Regions from separate parts of the Danio rerio genome. Here region 1 is linked to region 2. A link is a contact called in public Micro-C data. All regions are on one chromosome and are shown on one strand. Each heading gives the region's core, a stretch centred on a gene start, on an enhancer-like site or on the middle of the called end of the contact. The rest is flanking DNA. Distances are from core to core; before and after follow the strand shown.

Region 1 (6,602 bases), core at 3,533-6,032, 47 kb before region 2:
CTTCTTCGCCTGAACATGCCACAAGTGAAAATGAAAGTACATCAGCACTGAGGAAAAATCAGATAGACAAAATAATGACATATTAAAAAATAGCAAAAGTTGACAGAGGTTTGTGATACAACAATTATTATTATCATAAATAATTCTTATTTTCCACAAAGTAAAACAAATAATCCACCTGCACAGTTGAGCAAAATTTTTTTTTTTATATTTTTCTTGAGTTATCTATTAGATAAACTAGAATAATCAAATAACATCTGAGGTAAAGGCCTTCAAAACCAGTCTGCTATATGCTTCAGTGCCAAAGCACAAACTGGTTTGGTAAATAAAATAAAATCTAGCCTTGCCAGTGAGTTTCAATTTATTTAGTTTAATCAAGTACTTTAGAATATGCAAGACAGGCTGCCCAGTGTCACCACATGACAGAACCCGTCGTGAAGAACGGGGAAAATATTAAACATGCTAGACTTTCTGTGATGGTGTCGTGAGGCGTCGCTGACATGGTTACTGTAAGTTGTTGTGAACAATGCCACATTACACAAGAAGAAATGATTGAATCTTGTGTCACAAAACCCATTTGTCATTCACAAATTGCCTAGGTCTATGAAATCGTGATAAAATTGTGTGATCCGACCAGAGCTAAAGATCAAAGTAGTTTTGCTCTTTGCAGCACAATATTTGTCTAAATTTTCAACGTGCTAGATTTAGTCCCTCCACTACAAACCAGAAGTGATAAGCAGACAGACAGACAACAGAGAGAGATCACGTGCGTGCTGTTTATACCTGTTAATGTTATTTAGAAGCGATTTCATCAGTCTCATTATAGGTGGATAAATGAGACATTCCCATTTTATCGTATGTTTTACCGTTGTCAAAAATGTAGATTTTTTTTTTTTAAATCCTGCTAGCACAAGTTATGTTTTCCACCACTTATTTCATCACATATTTTTATGCACAATTTTGAATATTACATAAAAAGTGTAATGGAATGTGCCAACATGTGCACAAATTTCAAAAATGACTGTGAAATTAATGATTTCAAAAACTGTGCTCCCAAAAGTCTTAATTGGTACCAAAGTCTACTTTTGACAACCCTTATTAGTATAATTTTTGCATTTAAAGAAATGTGACATTATGTAATATCATATATTATATAGCTTTTAATATATAACCACCTAACATTGCCTTAGAAACCACCCAGAACAATAATGCAGCACCATTTTCTTTAAAAGATGTAGAGTTTTCCCCAGCCACTAGGATTTTTAATATAGCACCACAGTTCTGAAGAGTCTGCTTTGGAGCTTTTTTGTATTGAATTGCTAACTTTCACCTCTCCCAACTTCACTGCTGTCAACAGCTTAACAGCACAAACCAGCATGCCTCTGCTGACATTTATTCACCTTTCATCTTTATATGAATTTATTTAATTTGCTGACAACAAACAGCCAGTTTAAAGCAAAGGTTGAACCCACCACTGCTTCGCTGTTTCATCTCGATATGAAGAGAGCACTTGTTGAAACTGTCACATCACAACTCCGAAACAGCACAGTATCGTTTGTTTCCACTTGCACTGTAAGCGTGTTCAGCCTTTGTCTCTTTGAATTAATAATTTGTTGGGGAATAGAGGAAAATAGTTATTGTACACAGTCATGGTGTTGTAAAGAAGAATATGGTTTTCTATTTTTTTTGTCTTTTTTTTATTTTAATTAAACAATTGTATTTGTATTGGTTAAAAGTGATATTGATACTGAACTTCTACTGTTGAATGATGTGTTTTGCATACCAGTGAAGCATTTTTGCAGAAGTAGATGAAGCTGATTGACTAAAATTAACTTCCTGTGAGCACAGATTGTTTACAGTTGAGAAAGTCTTATGCTTTTAATGTTGTGCAGAGAATTTGTAGAAAAAGAGGAAGTATGTATGAGTGCGGCCAATGGAGGACTGAAGAATGATTGACAAGTGACAAATTGCACTAAACTCCACCATAATATCAGCTACGTATAAAAGAGCGAATCAGGAAAGGAAATTTGTTGCGCAGCCCTGAATGTAACTCTTGCATTGCATTGAGGATCACAGAATTCTGTAAATCATATTATTTATTTGTATCCAAAGAATTACTAAAGTTTTTAACAGTAAAGAAAAATCTCTACTGACCTTTTTTTGTTGAAGATGCATGGAATTGGTTGAATATTCAAACAATGGTCAAAATTATTGGCAGCGTTAGTAAATATGAACAAAGATGGTTATGGAATAAATATGTATTATTTATATTTTTATATATTGTTAAAAAAAAACAAAATTGTTTTATTTTATTTAAATAAAACAATTTAAATTGGCAAAGTGTCTTGTGTCTTTTTTTTTTTTTTTTTGCCAATTTCCACATTTTGGTCAAAATGAAATATCTTTAAAAAATATTTCTATTCATGTTTCTTTTTTTATTAACGACTAGATTTCAAAGCAGTATGAAGGTTTTTGTGAATTAAAAAAAAAAAAAAAATATATATATATATATATATATATATATATATATATATATATATATATATATATATATATATATGTCTGTGTGTGTGTGTGTATATATATATATATATATATATATATATATATATATATATATATATATATTTATATATGTATATATATATATATATATATATATATATATATATATATATATATATATATATATATATATATATATATATATATATATGAACAATATAAAGGATAAACAAAGCAGCTTAATCTTCACAGCATTCATTGCTCACATTTACCAAGGGTGACAATAAAAAAAATACAGTATAAAATAATTATATTTTAAATAAATTATTAAATGCAATTATTTTTTCTAATTCTAAAAAAAATTTTGACCATTTTTTTCTAATGATTTAATAGGATATGTATGCCTATATTAAATATGAATTATCATAATTATAGATAAGACAAAGAATATATATTTTATAAACAAAATGCACACAGTCTGTATAATTATTTAATCTTTTAAAATCGTTTTTATTTGAAATAGACATTTCCTTTTTTATTGCCTGATTTTTCTTCATTTATTCATATATTTATTGATTATGTATTTATTATTTTTTTCTTAATTATGTAAATGCTGACATGCTTTTTTAAATATTTAATTTAACAAAACATTTGAATATTTTGACCATGACTATACAAGATGTTAATTTAAGAAATACATATATCTTTTAATAAAGTGTCGTTGAAAACGTGAACATAATGAAGCTGAGGATTGTGCTTGTTTCATTAGTGTCTAGGGCCACCACAGATATCTATTAAACAAGCCATTTTTAGTTCAGATCTGGTATTATGGGCCACGTAATGAGTGAAGCTGATGAGTTTCAATGTAATCGCTCTCCATCCCAGCCAGTGAAACTGAAATGGCAATTCTTTGCTCTGTGATTGAATTAATTGGCTCTTAATCTCATGCGGTCATTAAACGCTTAGACCATTAGACCTTGGTTAAACGTGTTTTAAGCGATCCGGCCTGTTTCCAACAAGCTTGGATGGTGACAGAATAAATATGCGCAGTGTTTTATCTGCATATTGTGTATTTAATCCAGTCACTGGTTTAGTTTGCAGTTATTTATTATGCTAAACTCACATCTGATCATGTTGTACGCCCAGCTGTCCTCATTTGCATATAGAGGCATTTGTTTTAGTGTAATTTGTATGTCTGAAGCAGCTGAACTGTTCATATGTTCGTGAGAGGATCATGGTAAGTCCATGTGTTTTGCTATTTGCAGGAGATGCAAATGAGCATGTAGAATACTAATGAGAGGATGGACTGGGTGTTAGTCCACTAGAGGGAGCAGGAGCTACGGTCGGTCACTTTATCAGCATGCATGAAGGTTTATGAACAGCCTGAAGGGTGTGCAGTTCTACTTAACAAAGAACATCTGGGATACGCAGATAGGCTCAGAGAATGTCAGATGCTGACAAAATAAAATAAGGACTTCTTAAGGCAGTATTACTATCATTGGTTTATTTTTATTTGCAATCTATATATTTTTCTTACTTATTTCGTTAAAGTGATATGAAATATTAGTTATGAAAGCTATTAATTAATGTCATCCACTTAAAATTATATTGTAATATTGTATTATATATATACATGTTTAACATTTTATTTCTTTTAATTGTTTAAATCTACATACTTTTTGTATGTATAATTGCAAATTTTTTGAGTTGATTTAGTTCTTAGTAAAGCAATAACTAACACATTATTAATATATGTTTAGTTAACATTACCAAAGATTATCTTGTAAATATGTTGTTCATCGTTAATACATGTTAACTAATGCATTAACTGACATTAACTAATACAACCTGATTTTAAACTTACATGTTTTATTTGTGAATTCTAAATATTTTATATTTATATTTAAATATCAAATTTATATTATTTTTACTGCATTTTGAATTTAAACGCCTTTTTTTATTAATTAATTAATTTATTTATTTATCTATTTATGTATGTATTAATTCATTCATTCATTCATTGTTTGTTTGTTTATTGTTTTTGTGAATGCTGTGATCTTTTTTAATAGTGGTCGTAATGCTTTTCTAAACAGTCCAAAAGGCAAACAAAAAAAAAATGCCATATGGATGTCTGAAACAAATGAGACACATCAAGCAGTGTCATTACAATCCACTGTAGGCCCTAGTGAACTATAAATAGCCTTGATTTGATGTCATTGAGAGCTGGGTGTGAGTTTCTTTGTGTTTGAAGGATTCTCTCTGAGGGTCTGTCCACAGGCAGCCATTGTTCTGGCTTTGAGAGTGGGAGAAAAGGGGCTTTCTGAAGACCTTTCAAAGGGAGTGATCACGATAATACTAGAACAGAAATAGACAAAGATATTCTACTTCCTTCTCTCTACACCAGAAACCTGGTGAAGGTTGTAAATACATGTCTTTGTTTTCCATTTAGTCCCAAACAGATTACAGACAATAAATCTCTCAATCAAGACATGTTGTACATGATTTTTTATAGATTTAAAGCCTTTCTTATGTTCTAGATAATGTTTTATTATCCATGCAAATGAATATTTATAAACAAAACCTATGTGTGTTTATATAGTTTTAGAAAGTCCCAAAATATAAAAAAGGTGCCGATAATTGGCTTAAATATACATTTAAAATATATTTACATTACCTGGTCTAGGGTCAAGTTTGTAACATAAAAGAGCACTGGACAAATAAAATCAATTTTATTATTTTTTTAAAACACCCAAAACTTTTTGGCAAATACCTCGGAGAGGACCCACTGAAAAATAATAAACAAAAGCATATCCCCTACCTAAACACCCAAATGAAGCTAAATATACTAAAATAACAAATGAAAATACAAAAACTACTCCTACCTGCCTGACTGTATATAAAAAAGGGAAAAATATTTACAAAAAAGAAAAGTGTGGCATCCAACCCCTACTGCTTCCTACCATGTATATACAGCGAACAATATTTACAATAACAACAAACAAACCAAAAACAAAATAACAAGATGGGGGAAAACACGGATGGATAAACAACAAACAAAAGTCAAAGTTTTTCATTTTTAAAAGACGCCCTGGGTCACTCCAGCCAATCCCAGGGCACGTTGTCTGCGTAATTAGGGCGGGGCCTGTGCAAATGAAAAGACACACACACCTGCTTTCACAACATGACTATTGCAAATGTTTCTGAATATTTTTGAAAATATATATTTTTAATAAATAGTTCAAATGCAAAAACTTCTTTAATTTTCCTTTACATTTTGTGATTTTCTCAGTCTCCCATGTTTATGTTTAGTTATTTTACTTTAAAGTCAATGAAAATAACCTATTCTTTGCACTAAGAGTACTTTTTACAGAAACAGCCTGATAAAAAATGCTTATTTTAGATTAGAATTTCAGACGACACTTTTTTTATTGCATTTAAACTCTTCATATGAAAGCATTTAAAATATATTTGTTTGTCAAATTATTTTAAGAAATGTCTAAAACAAGAAAAACATCAATCTTCTCGACTGCCACTGTAACAGAACTGAAATCACAGCTTTGTATAGCTATTTTATTTACAATAATTCATTCTATTGTATAAATGAAAATATGTTTTATTGACCCTGAAAAGCATTTTAAGATATATTTTGGCATATGAAATTAAATATATATATTTTTTTTCAAAAATATATTTTTAGTGAGCCTTACATTTACAATATACAGTTGAAGTCAAAATTATTAGCCCTTCTGTGAATGTTATATTCTTTTTCAAATATTTTACAAATTACGTTTAACAGAGGATGGAAATTCTCTCAGTATGTCAGATAATATTTTTCTTCTAGAGAAAGTCTCATTTGTTTCATTTTGGGTAGAATAAAAGCAGTTTTTAATTTTCTAAAACCATTTTAAGGTCAATATTTCTACCTCCCCTTAAGCAGTATTACTATTAGCAAATGTTCTTTCTGATACAGGGGGGCTAGAAAAATTTAGGATATCGTGTATGTATATATATATATATATATATATATATATAGTGTTTATTTAAAAAATACTTTACCAATTTATAATATCATCCATGCACATATTGGCTTAGCTCAA
Region 2 (6,944 bases), core at 4,301-6,800:
ACTGATTTATTTTTTATCTTTGTCATGATGACAGTAAATAACATTTTACTACATGTTTTTCAAGACACTTCTATACAGCTTAAAGTGACATTTGAAGGCTTAACTAGATTAATTAGATTAACAAGACAGGTTAGGGCAATTAGGTAAGTTATTATATAATGATGGTTTGTTCTAGCTTAAAGGGGCTAATCATTTTGTCCCTAAAATAGTTTTTAAAAACTTAAAAACTGCTTTTATTCTAGCCTAAATAAAACAAATAAGACTTTATTCAGAAGATAAAATATTATCAGACATACTGTGAAAATTTCCTTGCTCTGTTAAACATCCTTTAGGTAATATTTAAAAAAGAAAAAAATCACAGGGGGGGCTAATATTTCTGACTTCAACTGTATATGCATAATTATGATTATTATGATTATTATTATTATTATTATTATACATTTTAAAATATGCTAATATTAAAGCATAATTATTATTTTTGTTATTAACACTGTTCTGCTATTTGTTTTAAATACAATTATGTTGTTATGTTTAATTTTAAGAATTAAAAACTAAAATAGATTTCATCGTAATTCTGACTCTTTCTGTTGTTTGTGAAACAGCTCTAAAAAAGCAGATGAAGCAGTTTGAAAGTAAATTCAGTAGTTTTTTGTTAAAGCACTGACTAAGGTACAAGTTTTCAACTTGTGTCCCCAGAGGGTTCGGCTCTACTTTTGGTTCTGTATTATAAACCGGACCACTGATTGAGACCTGCTGTAATCATGTATGTGAGTGAGTGTCTGTCTGTCTTGCATGTTTATATAGTATGTGTTATATAGCATGTTTATGTAGTATGCAATGCTTCTCTTTTTCCGACCACATTTCTGAGGAAGCATATACATAAATCTGCTGGAAGCTTCAAACTGCAGGCCTCACATCTCTTGCTGGAATATCATCACCATGACATCACATTCTGGGTTGCATCTGGAAAGCATAACAATGACAGAATAGTTGCCTCTGATGAGACTGCACAAATGTAAACTTTAAATCAGTAAATAATTACTTTTCTACTTTGAAAGTCGAAAGTAAATAAGCAATATAGCAACAGAAAAAAACTATGATTTTTAGTTGTTTTATTATTTTATTAGATTTTTCTAACTCTTTTTACTACTATAATTTTTTTTTGTTGTTTCATAATAATATGCATATACTATACAAAAATGTCCCCCAAAATATGCATCTTTATTTTATTTATTTATATATATATACATTTATAATCCTTGTCATTAAAAATATTTTTTAAGAGTTTAAATTCCAGCAATTTTATTTTGTTTTATTAATTCTTCTTACTACTATAATGTTGTTTAGTTGATTCATAATAATATGCATATACTATACAAAACCTCCCCCAAATTATGCATCATGTATTTAATTGAATTAATTAATTAATTAATTAATTTATTTATTTATTTATTTATTTATTTATTTATTTATTTATTTATTTATTTATTTATTTATTTGTATGTTTGTTTGTTTGTTTTTTGTTTGTTTGTTTGTTTGTTTGTTTGTTTGTTTGTTTGTTTTTTGTTTTTGTTTGTTTGTTTTTTGTTTGTTTATTAGTTTAGTTGCTTTTATTTTATTTTGGTTTGGTTTAATTTTAATTTAATTTTATTTAACTTTTCTTACTACTATTTTGCTTAGTTGTTACATAATAATATGCATAAACTTTACAAAATCTCACCAAAAATATGCAATATACATAAATTATTTGTTAAATTATAGTAAATTTAATTGGACTAACCTAAATGCTATGGTAAAAATAACAGAAAACCCAAAATACTACAAACTTAACTTAATGATTAATATAAAAACTGTATGTACTGTTTTGTTTTGTTTTTAACTGTTCTGCAGTTTATAACCTGATTCAAACTTTTGTCATGGATTCCTATTTTTGAAAAAAAAAACAATAATTACAAAGCAATAAGAAGTACATTTTTGTTGTGATCAATATAGTACATTGGTACATGTGATCAGCATATCAGAAAAAAAAATGTAGTTTTATTACCTTATTTCATATATTCCAATATTACCAATATTATATTTTCTAACTATAAATCAATATTTAATCATAACCATAATACAATACTGTGTTCCTCCTTTGAATGTTCCTTTTTTTAGCTTCCAATTCAGCAAAGCAAAAAAATCATAAACAATATCATACCAACAGGCCTTTGTTTGAACGTGTCATTCATTGTCAATGAGGTGTCTGACGCAGGATTTGCAGTCAGCCTGTAACACTGACAGTTAAGGTTGTTTTCATCACTGAAGTGTCAGTTGCATTCAGACTAGTTTCTCACATCATCTATATCGATTACCTCACTTGCATCTGCCACGTATATGTAACAGTCTACAATATGAAGCATTGTGTCACTTTGGTGGAGGAAGAGGAACTCTGAAGTTTTGCTTGTCCGTGTTCACGCACTTTTGAGTCGCTCATCAAACTGCCGTCAGAGGCTCTGCCAAAAGAGTTCCACTTCTAGCTTATAATGAGATCCCTGGAGTTCCCTCAGCCAATCGCGGTCGAGTATATGCTCTCCTGGCTGTTAATTGGCTGCAGGAGTGAAGCCACAGCAGTTCATCTCTGAAGATCGGTGAAGTTCATATACATTACAGCCTCTTTTTGAGAAATATCTCAGGGAATAGTCTGATATGACAAGACTGTGTCCCAGTTCACTCCTCTGATGTTTTATATATTATAATGTCTATGGCAAGCTCTTTTAACATGAAAGAGTCTACAAACCATACTACAATAAATGTGCTTATCGTTTAGATATATGGTTTCCATTAAGTACTTGTAGCCTATATATTCATTATATACTTATTCTGCAGTGCTTCCTTATTCATTATTCTAATTAGGGATGCACAATATATTGGCGGCTATATTGTTATCGGTTGATATATGCTATGTTTAATGTTATCGTTATCGGTCCGATGTCAAGTCACAACAGTCAAGTTGCATGTTAGTTTGATATTCGAAGAAAACTAAATAATTTATTTTTGTCGTGCTGATTTATGTGACAATATGAATATATTTATAAAATCACCTTGCAATTTTGAAATTATTGCTGTTTTCACATTGAGGAAGAATCTATTCAGTTCATAAGATCAGTTCAAACTTTTTAAAGTTTTTTAAAAAAAAGTTGTTTACTATATAAAAATATAACATTTTGAAATATTTATATTTATCGGCTATAATATATCGTCTATTGGCTTCCAAATTTTAAGAGTTATTGGTTATCAATATCGGCCAAAAAATCCATATTGGTGCATCCCTACTTCTAACTATTATGTATTAGATACTAGTACTTATTAATGTGATGTTAGTAGCTTAAATTCATACTAGTCTAATGTCAATATCTTTTCTGTATTTACACTTGTAGCAAATTTACATTTTGAATTCTGTCATTAAGATATCGACGATTAAGTTTTGCCTGTTGTGTGCATTCCAGTTATGATTTGAATATGACTAGTGGACATTCAGTAAACACTTGTACTTATTTATTAGATACTGGGACCTATTAATAAGAATAGAATAGTAATAGAAACTAGTATTTATTCATTAGATACTGTGCAAATTATCAAAATTCAGTTTAAATTTTGATTTTGGCTTCTACTGGTTATGAAAAAACATTAATCGAGATAAACGGTTGTTGTATCATATACCGCCCCCCTTTCTATTTGTACGTATTTGTTGCTCTGCAAAGCTCAGTTTCACGTGAAAAATACTCTAAGCATGTACTGTAATGTAACTTTTGCAGCACAGTATGCGCATCATTCATTGATGTACATTCGAATCATTCATATTTTTAAAAGTGCGAAAGAGATCGCATTCTGTATATTTTATAAATTCTGTATATATAATATTTTACCCAAAATAAACAAATAAGACTTTCTCCAGAAGAAAAAATATTATTGCAAATACTGCGAAAAATTCCTTGCTCTGTTAAATATAAATTGGGAAATATTAATAGAAAAAAAACATTTACAGAAGTACACATAATTTTGACTTTAACTGTATATCGTTTTGAATAATCATGATTACAGTTTTGAACAAAATGATTGTGATTATGATTTTTCACAAAATCGACCAATCCTACTTACTAAGTAGCAATACCACTGAAATATAGTTAATTTCCTTAATAAAAATTTAAAGTAACAGGTTTTTTTGTGTCTCTTTATTAATCCGGGATCGTCACAGCGGAATGAACCGCCAACTTATCCAGCAAGTTTTTTATGCAGCGGATGCCCTTCCAGCCGCAACCCATCTCTGGGAAAGTAGTATTTATTGAATTTGTAATTATTAATATTCATTTAATAGGTAAAAATACAGAATAAATAAAAACTGTGGTATTTAATCAATAGTTCCCAGTACTGAGTTGCAGCTGGAAGGGCATCCACTGTGTAAAACATGTGTTGGATAAGTTGGCAGTTCATTTCGCTGTGGTGACCCCCGATGAATAATGAATAAATATTAATGTTATTATTATGTATAAGAGTATCTAATAAATAACAACTACACTCTAAAACCCAACAGTCAACTCTATCAAAAGAAATGAGTGTAGTTAACTCAGAATTAACAGAAAATTAATTTTACTAATTTGAAAAGAGTTTTGAACACTGTGTTAAAGGTAATGACTTAATTAAATACCTTATTACTTTAACTTAAATGGAGTAAGTTCACAGTACTCATATAGATTAGTTTTTTAACTCAAATGGTTTGTAACAACTGGTTTTACTCAAATGGTTTGAGTTGCCTTCACATGTTGGGTTTTACAGTACTCAGTTGGTTTGAGTTCTCTTCATTTATTGGGTTTTACTGTGCTCAAATTGCTTCGTTTACTCAAATGGATTAAGTTCACAGTTCTAATTAGGATTAGTTTTTGAATTTAAACGGTTTGTTGCAATCGGTTTCTTCAAATGGTATGAGTCACCTTAACTTTTTGGGTTTTAGAGTGTAGTATCTAATTATATCTATAAAAATAAGTACTTGTATCTAGTGTATAGCTACCAAAATATTTTAAATATGCATTTTATGTTCTATTGGAATGTGTACTAGTCAAAACTGAATAGTTGATGTCTTGGTGACTATTCCCATATCGAATTTAGGGATACAAATTTTACATTTGTTATAGTAACAAGAATACTACTAATAACTAGTGAGATTAGCACTAGTATCCAATGAAAATGGCCCTAGTATCTAATGAATAAATATTAATATCTGATCAATGAGTACTGCTCTCTATTTATTAATTACTGTCTTTTAAATAGTACTACTACTTAAAGAATGAACATCAGTAACTTCTAAATGAGTACTAGTAGCTGTCTTAAACATGACTGCTACTTGATGCTAGTATGGTTTATAGAATAAATGTTAAAACAGCTTGCCATAATGGTGTCATATTTGCATATATTATTTAGCGTTCCACCAATCTTTTTCTATAGAGCTAAATTGGCAGAGAAAATGAATGGATGTCTTTCTCAACGTCGTCATCAGCCTTGTAGATTGAGCATTGGCTCCCCCTACAGGTTCAAACAGAGGTGAGCGCAGCATTCAAGGTAATAAAATGTGACAAGCCAGAGATGTCGATTCTCTTTCCACTGCATATTTCCAGAGTAGCTTAGTGAGTTCAGTAGTGCTAGAGTAGATTGTTGTGTCTGTTCACTTGCCTGGGTCTGCAGAAGGGAGCCAGACGGATGCTGAGGAATACAAAAAAAAAAAAACTCCATCTGTGACCCTGTGACTCACGCACACACACACACATCTGAACTCTGAGGAAGTGCAGTCACACACTAAGCACTGCTCATCAAAACACAAACACTGAGACACCATCGCGTTCACACCGAGGTCATGACAGGAAAGAACACTGGACAAGGCCATTTCAGCCCGTTACATCACATTGTATTTTTATACACCTCAAAGAAATTGTATTATTCATTTACTCATCCTCCAATCTTTTTTGAATTTCTTTATTATTTCTGTTGGACAGAAAGGAAGATATTTTAAAGAATGTTCAAAAAGCGTAGCCACTGACATCCACTGATGTATTGTATTCTTCATATAATATTCACATTTGCATTTTTACAATTATTTATTTACTATTTTAACTGGGTTATATAAAATATCACTATTATTTATTTATTTATTTATTTGTTTGCTTAATTAATAATTTTCTGGTTTGATTAAATATGGACCTTATAAAAAATAAAATAAAATCAAACAAAATAAAATAAAAACAGTATAAAGCAATAAGTTTTAATAAGGCAAAAGGTCCTTGTGTTTCAGAGCAGGCAAATGCGGCGATGCCTCAAGGGGGTCTCATTCTCCTTTTTTTCCAGCTCAGTAGAGGAAGCTAGTGGAAAATGGTTTAATGCTCTTTAAAAAAAACACAAACCTAAGGCGTATTTGTGTAATTTTTGCAGTAAGGAAAGACCTGTACTAGAAAGTCCCTCAACTCATGTTTGCAGGAAAGAAATTACATTAATACATACAGTAGGGATTGTCTATGCAGTATATCCTACTTTGTGGTGTTGTCTACATTTTTCTGCATTGTTCGTGCTGCATAACTACATGCATTCTGTGCTGTGTTTTCTGAATCATGAGGATTCAGGCAATGGATTGAACACCAGCGGTGAGGTCATAATCTGTGCAGCTTTCAGGGGATTAAGAGCCTCTATGACTTGCCACTGTATGCTAGTTAGTGTTCTCTCTTTCTCTCTAAACATTTACTAACCCAGTGCCATTAACCCCTGACTAAACACTAACACTAATATATACTATACAGTTATATATATATATATATATATATATATATATATATATATATATATATACATATACATATATATATATACAGTTATACACAAGGCAAAATTATTAGCCAAATGTTTATTTTTTCTCCAATTTC

Evidence for each region. Hi-C and Micro-C count contacts between places; a contact is called where the count stands out from the background.
Region 1: a contact with region 2 is called in a Micro-C map of caudal fin, with 7 times the contacts expected there. The contact joins two enhancer-like sites. A contact is called at or near these places in 4 of 18 Hi-C or Micro-C datasets (caudal fin, embryo and an unstated tissue).

The regions. Positions count from the first base shown.
Region 1 is chr11:28,933,826-28,940,427 of GRCz12tu, reverse strand. All of the region lies in intron 2 of iqsec1b (IQ motif and Sec7 domain ArfGEF 1b), which reads left to right. Among named protein-coding and RNA genes, the nearest start is that of acad9, 140 kb to the right of the region's middle. Within about 2 kb of position 4,782, at least 16 of the 62 cell types and tissues checked have an H3K27ac peak or open chromatin away from gene starts, as enhancers often do.
Region 2 is chr11:28,887,542-28,894,485 of GRCz12tu, reverse strand. The region is part of intron 2 of iqsec1b (IQ motif and Sec7 domain ArfGEF 1b); the gene reads left to right. Among named protein-coding and RNA genes, the nearest start is that of acad9, 90 kb to the right of the region's middle. Within about 2 kb of position 5,550, at least 19 of the 62 cell types and tissues checked have an H3K27ac peak or open chromatin away from gene starts, as enhancers often do.